Linked DNA regions of Anser cygnoides: region 1 is linked to region 2. Evidence: chromatin contacts called from public Hi-C data. All regions are on one chromosome and are shown on one strand. The core of a region is the stretch at or near the end of the contact, and the rest is flanking DNA. Distances in the headings are between cores, read along the strand shown.

What was found. A called contact is a pair of places that touch in the nucleus more often than the background predicts.
Region 1: a Hi-C map of liver shows a contact between it and region 2, with 1.9 times the contacts expected there. The contact joins the enhancer-like site here to the promoter of LOC106041382 in region 2. A contact is called at or near these places in 2 of 7 Hi-C or Micro-C datasets (both in liver).

What each region holds. Positions count from the first base shown.
Region 1 is chr25:7,094,813-7,098,709 of Taihu_goose_T2T_genome, reverse strand. LOC106041306 (a long non-coding RNA gene) reads right to left here. Exons shown (of 14, transcript XR_010826571.1): 8 at 1,414-3,795. Among named protein-coding and RNA genes, the nearest start is that of NGF, 52 kb to the right of the region's middle. Within about 2 kb of position 1,294, at least 3 of the 3 cell types and tissues checked have open chromatin away from gene starts, as enhancers often do. A contact at or near this core is called in liver, where this site is marked.
Region 2 is chr25:6,888,261-6,892,538 of Taihu_goose_T2T_genome, reverse strand. It overlaps LOC106041382 (bile acid receptor-like), which reads right to left and starts at 1,897. Exons shown (of 11, transcript XM_048071150.2): 1 at 1,658-1,897.

The DNA of each region.
Region 1 (3,897 bases), core at 45-2,544, 210 kb before region 2:
GGAAGTCACAGAGGGAATGGGAATGTCCTGAAAGGCATCCTGGGAACACCAAAGTGCACTAAAAGGGTTGGGGGGCCTGTAGGGGGTGCTGTAATGCCCATAGGCAACCCTAGAGAGCACTGCAGAACCCTGCAGGGCTTTCTGGGGGTGCTAGAGCTCACTGGGGTGCCCTGGTAGACCTGTGGGGGCACTAGAGAAGAATGAGGGGTCATGGTGGACCTCTTGTGTTCACCAGCTGGCCTTTAGGGCAGTCCAGAGCACACTGGAGACCTCTGTGATTCCTGTAGCTGGTGCTAGAGCACACTTGGGAGCCCTGGGAGGCTTCTGAGTGCACTGAGAGACTTCTAAGTGGTGCTACAGTAGACTGGAGAGACCTGTGAGATGTGCAGGAGGCTTTAGAACACAATGGGGCCACTGGCAGCCTTCTGGGGGAGCCCTAGCATACGCTCTAGTGCTCTCTAGAGTGCAGTGGAGGGCTCTGGGATGCCTGCAGAGCAGGCATCTGGCGGGGGGGGGGGGGGGGGGGGGCCAGCACCGGGGGCCTTTAGAGTGCACTGGGATGCATCTGGGGGATGCTAGAGCACACTGGAGAGCCCTGTGAAATCGACAGGGGGAGACGGAGCATACTGCGTGTTAACCTCCCAGCTATGCTCCCACTCATGCCCGAGCAGTGGCGCTGCTGCGCACAATCATGAGGGGACGCTACTGCACATGCTCGCGGGGCACTGCTGTGTATACTCTCGCGGCAGCACAACCGCGCAGCCCGACTGTCGGCAGTACCGTCCATGTTCACGTACCGGCACTTACCGCGCATGCCTGAGCGCGGGCAGTGCCGCGCATGCTCGCCGCTCTGCCTTTGTTCTTGCCTGCACTATGCGTGTTGCCTCTGGGTCTGCGACCGCCCATGCACGCCGTGCTGGCTCTTGCATGTGCCGCGTTTTGGTCACCAGAGGGAGCAGCGAGTGCTGTGCCGCCAGAGCTATGCGCAGTTAGATGTTGTGTTTGCGACTTCTGATCACAAGGTGGCAGAAGGGAGTTTGTAACAGCTACTGCGCATGCGTGCCACGCAGCGCTTTATCTGGTTCCCGATCTGCTTCTAACGATTTCAACGGGAACTGTGCAGAAAAAGACACCAAGCTGGTGGGAGATGCACCTCTCACCCCTGTCTCAGAGGAGAAAAATCACCCCTTGCCGTGTGTGGCTACGTACTGGCAGTAAAGCAAACGACAACTACTCATGGCATGCACTGGAAACTACAGTGGCTGGCTGGAAGCCTGGTGCCCAAAGACTACAACTCCCAGCATGCTGCAGGACTCAACATTTTCTGACCCTACAGCAGCACACACCCCCACACACTCCATTACTTGCTACCAGATGTGGAATCCATGCAGAACCTGCTGTGACACCTCTTACCTCTGTGTCCATCTTGGCACAACCCGCTCTGTAGCTTCTCAACCTCTTTCGCAGCCTTCCCTCAGTTCAGCCGGTCCCACAGCTGTCCCCCAGGTGGACCCAGCGCCTCCTGTGCCATCTCCACAACCCCCAATAGTCTCATGAAAGCACAACTGATTCGCAGAAACGGACTCTACAATCAGTAAATTGTAAAGTAGGTATGTTTATTCAGCACTGGGCAGCATGGGGGGTAGTCCCACCAAAGTCGTGCGCACCCTAACGCGGCAACTTGCTTTGGTTATATAAAGAGTTACATATGCATGAAGTTTCCCAGTACGCCTATACATATGCATGACCTGTCCCCGCTTAGTATTAAAATTAGCTCCAAGAAGTCATTTCCATAAACTCCTCCCGTCTGCGCTTGCGCAGTGCCTTCTGGTGGTGAGTGCTGAGGGTCGTGAGGATGAAGTAAGATCTCTTCATCAGGGTTGAACTTTTCACCTCATCTCCTTGTGCATGCTCTCTGAGCCCTTGGTCACAATCTGGGCCATAAGGTTGGTTTGGTCCGGTTCTCAGGCTCCGAGGGGCTCCTGTTATCTCGAGGCCTTGCATGTTTGACATTCTTTATCTTGTCCTTTTATGAACAGTCCTCCTTATCTCTGAGCCCCTGGTCACAGTCCGAACCATAAGGTTGGTTTGATCTGGTTCTTGGGGTCTCAGGGGCTCCTGTTATCTGGAGGCCTAAGCACAGCACAGGCACAGTACATCGCAAATGTAGCACGTATTAAGCAATGAGTGTTGCCTACATATTCATTCTTAATCAATCACTCTCTAATTTCTAATCCCATGTTTCACAACCGCACTCACCTTCTCCCTGACTCTGTCCACAAGAGCTGGCAACTACTCCTTTGTCAGAGAACAGCTCCAAAGCCCCTTTACACAGCGGGGCCATCCCCTTCTGCCTCCATCAGGGGCTCCTCCAGACCCATCCAACAGCTGCCACCCTTCAGGAATGCTGGGCCACCACCTGATACATTCCCACACCCACACATGCACTATTTAACCTGCTTCCCTGAACATAGTGACAGCCACTTACTCTGTGCAAAGGGACTGCAAACACAGTCAGGAGTGCAATAAACAAAGCAGCTGTTTATTCATGCACATCAGTGCCTGGAGGGAGGCTGCTGCGTGTCTGATGGCCCCTATGCACCCATTTCCCCCCATTTCACCTCAGAAATCAGCATTGGATGAGCACTCATCTGTCCCATGCTGACCTGTTGCTTTCTGCTACCACGGACTGTAGAGCAGGGCTGGAGGAAGGAAAAATAAGGCCAGGGAGCAGGACAGAGGCGTAAGGAGAGAAAAAGAGAAGCACCAGCTAGACAGGTGGGTATAGCAAGAAACAATGGGTCAGGCAGCAGGACAGAGAGATTTGCAGGGGAAGATGAGACAGATGCAGATAGCAGTGATAGAGGAAGAAAAAGGGAAAGAGAGGGGAGTAGGGAGCCAGAAGCATGGATGGATAGGTACAGTGGGAGACGGTGGATGTTGAAGAGGCTTCTTTCTTGGTCTCACTGCCGGCTTCCTCCTTTGTAGATCCAGTTGCTTGGCTGTCATCCACCTAAGAGAATGCACTGGCATCTTATAACTCTTATAACATTAGAATTCATAGCTAACTAGTGTCTCGCACATACTCAGTATGTAACCATACAGCACTTTTAGTGACATACACAGATCATGCCATGCATGCCGGTGACCCAGTCTGCTGAGGACGGCTAAGAGGGATCCTTCTTCCCCCACAGACAACAGCTTTCTTGTCTGCAGGTGGAGGCAGCTTCCAGCCACACCCACTTCATTTCAGTTTTCATCTGCCTTATTTTTTGCTGGTCTTATTTTCAGCCACAGCAGTTCCTGTCAAAAGTGAGCAATGACTCCACCTTCGCCGTTTGATCTCATCAATGTGTATAAGTACCTGAGGTGTGGGAGACAGAGGGATTTGGCCAACCTCTTTTCAGTGGTTTGTGGGGATAGGACAAGGGCTAATGGCCACAAGATAAAGCACAGGAAGTTCCGCACCAACATGCGAAAGAACTTCTTCACAGTGAGGGTGACGGAGCACTGGAACAGAATGCCCAGGGAGGTTGTGGAGTCTCCTTCTCTGGAGATATTCAAGGCCTGTCTGGATGCCTACCTGGGCAGCCTGCTCTAAGGAACCTGCTTTGGCAGGGGGGTTGGACCCAATGATCTTTCGAGGTCCCTTCCAACCCCTTCAATTCTGTGATTCTGTGATTCTGTTTCACTCATGCCACTACAACAGTGAGGCAAAATCCTGCAAATCTAAGCCAGATGGAGTCGGTGACATCCACAGCAGAGGACAGTATAACTTAGCCCTCACTGCTAGCCCTGAGAGAGGAAGAGAACACACAACTGTTATCAACAGGTATTATCCAAATCTATTTTAGGCTAGCACCCTTCCTTCTGTATGAGTTTCTATACTGTTCTTCC
Region 2 (4,278 bases), core at 648-3,147:
CAAGTAGTAATACAGTTTTGAGTCCTTTATCAGACATACCAACTTGAAAGTAAATTTCATCTGCATAAAGACGCGCTGTGCCCTGCTTTTCCTTCTTCACAATTACTTCTGAATTGCTATATTTTCATTTGTGAAATCCAGATCGTTTGAGGATTACTTTTTAATTATTATTATGTTAAAAGCCTTTACAAGCTGAGAGATTTTTTCCTTCTTCTGAAGACGTAACCTAGCGTATAAGCAGCTGAAGTATTTTTGAAAATGTTGCACTTTCACAGGTTTAGTTCTGACACTGATCAGTCTTCTCAACTGATAGTGTTCAATATAAGCTGTAATGTATATTGATTCAAAGGGTTAGTTATCCATCTAATACAGAAATTCATCAAGATTGTTGGTAGTCCTAACTGAAACTTTTCAGTTAGGCTTCTTTATGGAAGCCATTAAAGAAAAAAAAAAAAAGTAAATTGATTAAAGTAGAACAGAATTTCAAAACAACTACTATTTATTACTATTTATGGGGGGAAAAAAAAAGATGATTTTTATACTTTTTTCTATAAAATACCATTATAAAGTGACATTATCAATCTCTATTATCAAATTTATTAGGATGCAAAACATACTGCTTTTATAAGAGGCTCTGAGGAGCTCTTTAAGAGGTATGTATTGACAGTACTTTAACTGCTATCATAAATATTTTGACAGTTGAGTCATAGGGAAATTTCTTGTTTGCAGGGAATTTTAGGAACTCAAGCTGAAGGTCTACAATATTTATTTAACATGCTGTGTGGCATGTTAATGAACACGTAGTGTAACTAGGCAGTACATTTCAATCTCTGTTGTAATCACAGTACTTTTTTGCTTTTGGAAAGCATAGCTTAATTTTCTATTTTTATTTTTTAATTTGTGAAATTTACACCTAAATCTGAAAAAAAAATTGAGCACAATCAGTGGCTACCATGTACAATGCCAGGTGATAGATTCAACTTCACTCAAGCAATTCACTAATTACATCTGTAATTAAAGAGTGATTTTGCAGGGAAAGTTCTAGGATCACTTGATTGATCCCATATGCAGCTAATACACATTATTAAAATTTCAGCTGTTTCTCCCAGATTTAAAGTGCTACGAAGCTCCCCAAAGCTTCTGTCTTAAGAAAATCCATTTTTCTTCCCATTAAATATGTTCCTTTCTTGTCATAAAATAACCTTCTGAATATTTTCTGTAATAGATATGGTTTATTTCACTAATTGACTATGTCCCAATTTTCTTGAACTGTTGGTTTTTTTTGAATTATTACTTCATGAATATTTGTTGCAAAGGTGTATTTATATATATATTTACAATATACATGTATATTGTAAAGTAAGAGGTGAGAGATTGTTTGAAACCTATGGCTTTCTTAGTACTTTGGAGAAGGCAAACAACTGAATTTAAAAGTTATTTCATTCTGTATGTTAAATGAAATACTGTTGGAACAAGTTCTTGACAACTAGGATACTTAATTTAAAAGTGCATGTTTTCAAAACTAATTTAGTCAGTAGTTTAAAAAGAAAATCAAAAATCCACAATGCCTGAAATATTTTCACCTGGCAAATTGATTCATGGCTATAGCAATAGTTTATAATCCCAGAGCATCACGAGAAGTAAATTAAATACTTACGGTAGTTCCAGAGCAAGTCCGTGTGGCTGTAGCAGTGATCCTAGCTCTGAGTCCAGCTGGAGCAAACTGGGCCTTTTCCCTATTTATCAGTTTCTGTGCATACACTGGCTCCAGACGCTCTGCAGAGCAATGCTGCGGCTCTGAGACACGAACTTCCCACACAGCCTTTCCTGGGGTCGAAGCAAGGGCAGCTGCAAGACCACATAAATCAAAGAATAACTGGGTCATCAGGGACAGGGGCCATGGGGACCTTCACGTCACTGTTTCCCAGAGTTCTCCCTGTCTGATTACAAAGTATTTTGCTTTCTTGGTAGAATTTAAAATTCTTCCATTTTGATTGCTTAACGTTGACATGCCCGAGTGTTAATGGATGATGTTCATTACTTTGGCAGGGAAAATATTGCAATAACATTATTTTGATATATCTACATGACATAGTAATTGAGTTAGGAAACAGTTGATTAGGTCAGTATTTTGAAACACAAAACACCTTGCTCTACGTCTTCTAATTCTGACATACCTGTGCAGATGCAAAACACGGGATTCCTGCATGCCTCTATAACAGGCAATGATTTGTTAGCAAATTTTGTAGCCACTAATTTTGCAAAAATTTATTCTTAAAAAAAATAGAAGTATTTCCATTATGAATAATTTCTAGTCATTTAATCATTATGATTTGGAGTTGGGGTTTTCATCATGTCCTAGATGTAAGATGTGGTCTTTTGGTTAGGGCATGCTGTTTTAATCACACTGTCATTAAACTTGCCGCCTAACATGATGCACAGCAGGTTGCAAACGTTTAGTTAATAAGACCAGGAGGAGGTCACCTTTCTTCTGTATAGGAGCAATTCTTGATTAACCCCAGAAAAAATGTTTCTGTTGTATACTTCACAATTTACATGGCAAAGGGAAAAATTCCTGTCCTGTTGGTTTTCTTACTGCAGTCACTTAAGATAGCCTTCTGGAGACAACACGTTTTCATAGATCTGTGGCATAATACACAGCCAACTGGCATTACCATTCAAAGGAGAGCCGTGTTTGTACTCCATAGGCTCCCAAGAAGTGATGTTACTTGTTTCTCTGTATTCTGGCACCATTTGGGAATCTGTGATTGAGTCTTTGGAGGTGGAATTGCTGAGCTTGGCTTGCAAGAGCAAAAAAGATTGACTCACAAATGCTATATTGATCATCTTACAGGGTGGTTTTTTTTGTTGTTGGGTTTTTTTTTGAGCTTTCAAAAGATTTGTATTGATCATGTGTGGTGATGGAATTGGAATGCATAGATTATGAAGTAGGGACAAAGATAACAATCTTGCAAATGTAATTTGTCAGCATTTATCTTCCCAGTAAAAGCAAACTTACTTAGCAGCTAAGATGTCAAAAACAACAACAATAACAAACAAACCCACCTTTAATAGTAAAAATGAAGAGCTTACAGTTGTTAAAACAGATATTTTTCATAGCATTTCTTTCACAAATACCATTGGCTTTTTCATCCATCTTTTCAGCCTTCCTAGTGAAAGCTGAAAAACAAGCAAGGCTTTATCATGTTATCTTTAGCTTTTAAGTACTACTGACTTTTAAAGTTTTTTGGTTGTTTGTTTGTTTTTATTTTGTGATAGAAGATAGTTTACTGGTAAGCTATTGAAATATACTAATGGGATGTGGGTATTTAAAACCTATTGACTTCAAGAGACTTAAGTCTGGAAAACAGGTTTTTAGAAGATATCTAATCCTGATTCTGCTCAGTGCTATAAAATCTAGTGGATTGGGAGTAAAATAAGTTGCTAAAATATGTATACAAGAACCTAAAACTTATTTGGAGTAGAAATTAATGTTTACTTAACGTTTACGTAATACTTAACGTGCCACGTTAAGTATTAGCCCATGGCCACTTACTTCAACCCACATGCCATCTTAGTAACTGTGGGAATAAAACTATTTTGCACAGTCATACAGTGATTCAGACCAAAGAACTAGTCCATCTTAAGTACAGATATTTTAAATTATTTTAACAGATCAGTTCTATTTAAAGCTTATCATGACAATAAAAATGGAAGACCTGAGAGCCCACTTGACCACATAAAGAAATGCTGCAAAGAAGAGAAAAATAAATGTTTTTTCCATGCTTTTAAAGAATACAACAAGAAATAAAAAGCTTATTTAGGAGTAAGGAAGATCTAATTTAGGTACTAGAGATAACATTTATGGCAGCAAAAATAACACCAGTATAAGTTGCCTGTACAGTCTTCATCACTGGAGACTTTAAAAAATCAAGTTGGGCTACATCACAAATTAAGAATTGTTCTCTCAGAGTTATTCTGATCTGTAAAGAGGAGAAAGGATTTTTGATATGTCTTCTAAGTCTCTGATCAGTAATGTGCCTAATGCCTTTTAAATAGGATACTTCAAATGTGCTTTGCTAGAGATAAGTAAAAAAAAAGTTACTCATAGATACAGACTGAAAATATTATCTGAACAAGCTCCTGTTCTAAGTGGAAATCCAGAAGTGCCACTGAGGTGGAGAATAAGGTGTACGCATGATCAGTCTGGCCTGAGCACCTTACATTGCACTGCTTTTGGAGTCTCATTTCCTTCACTAGTGTAAACTGTGAACTTAC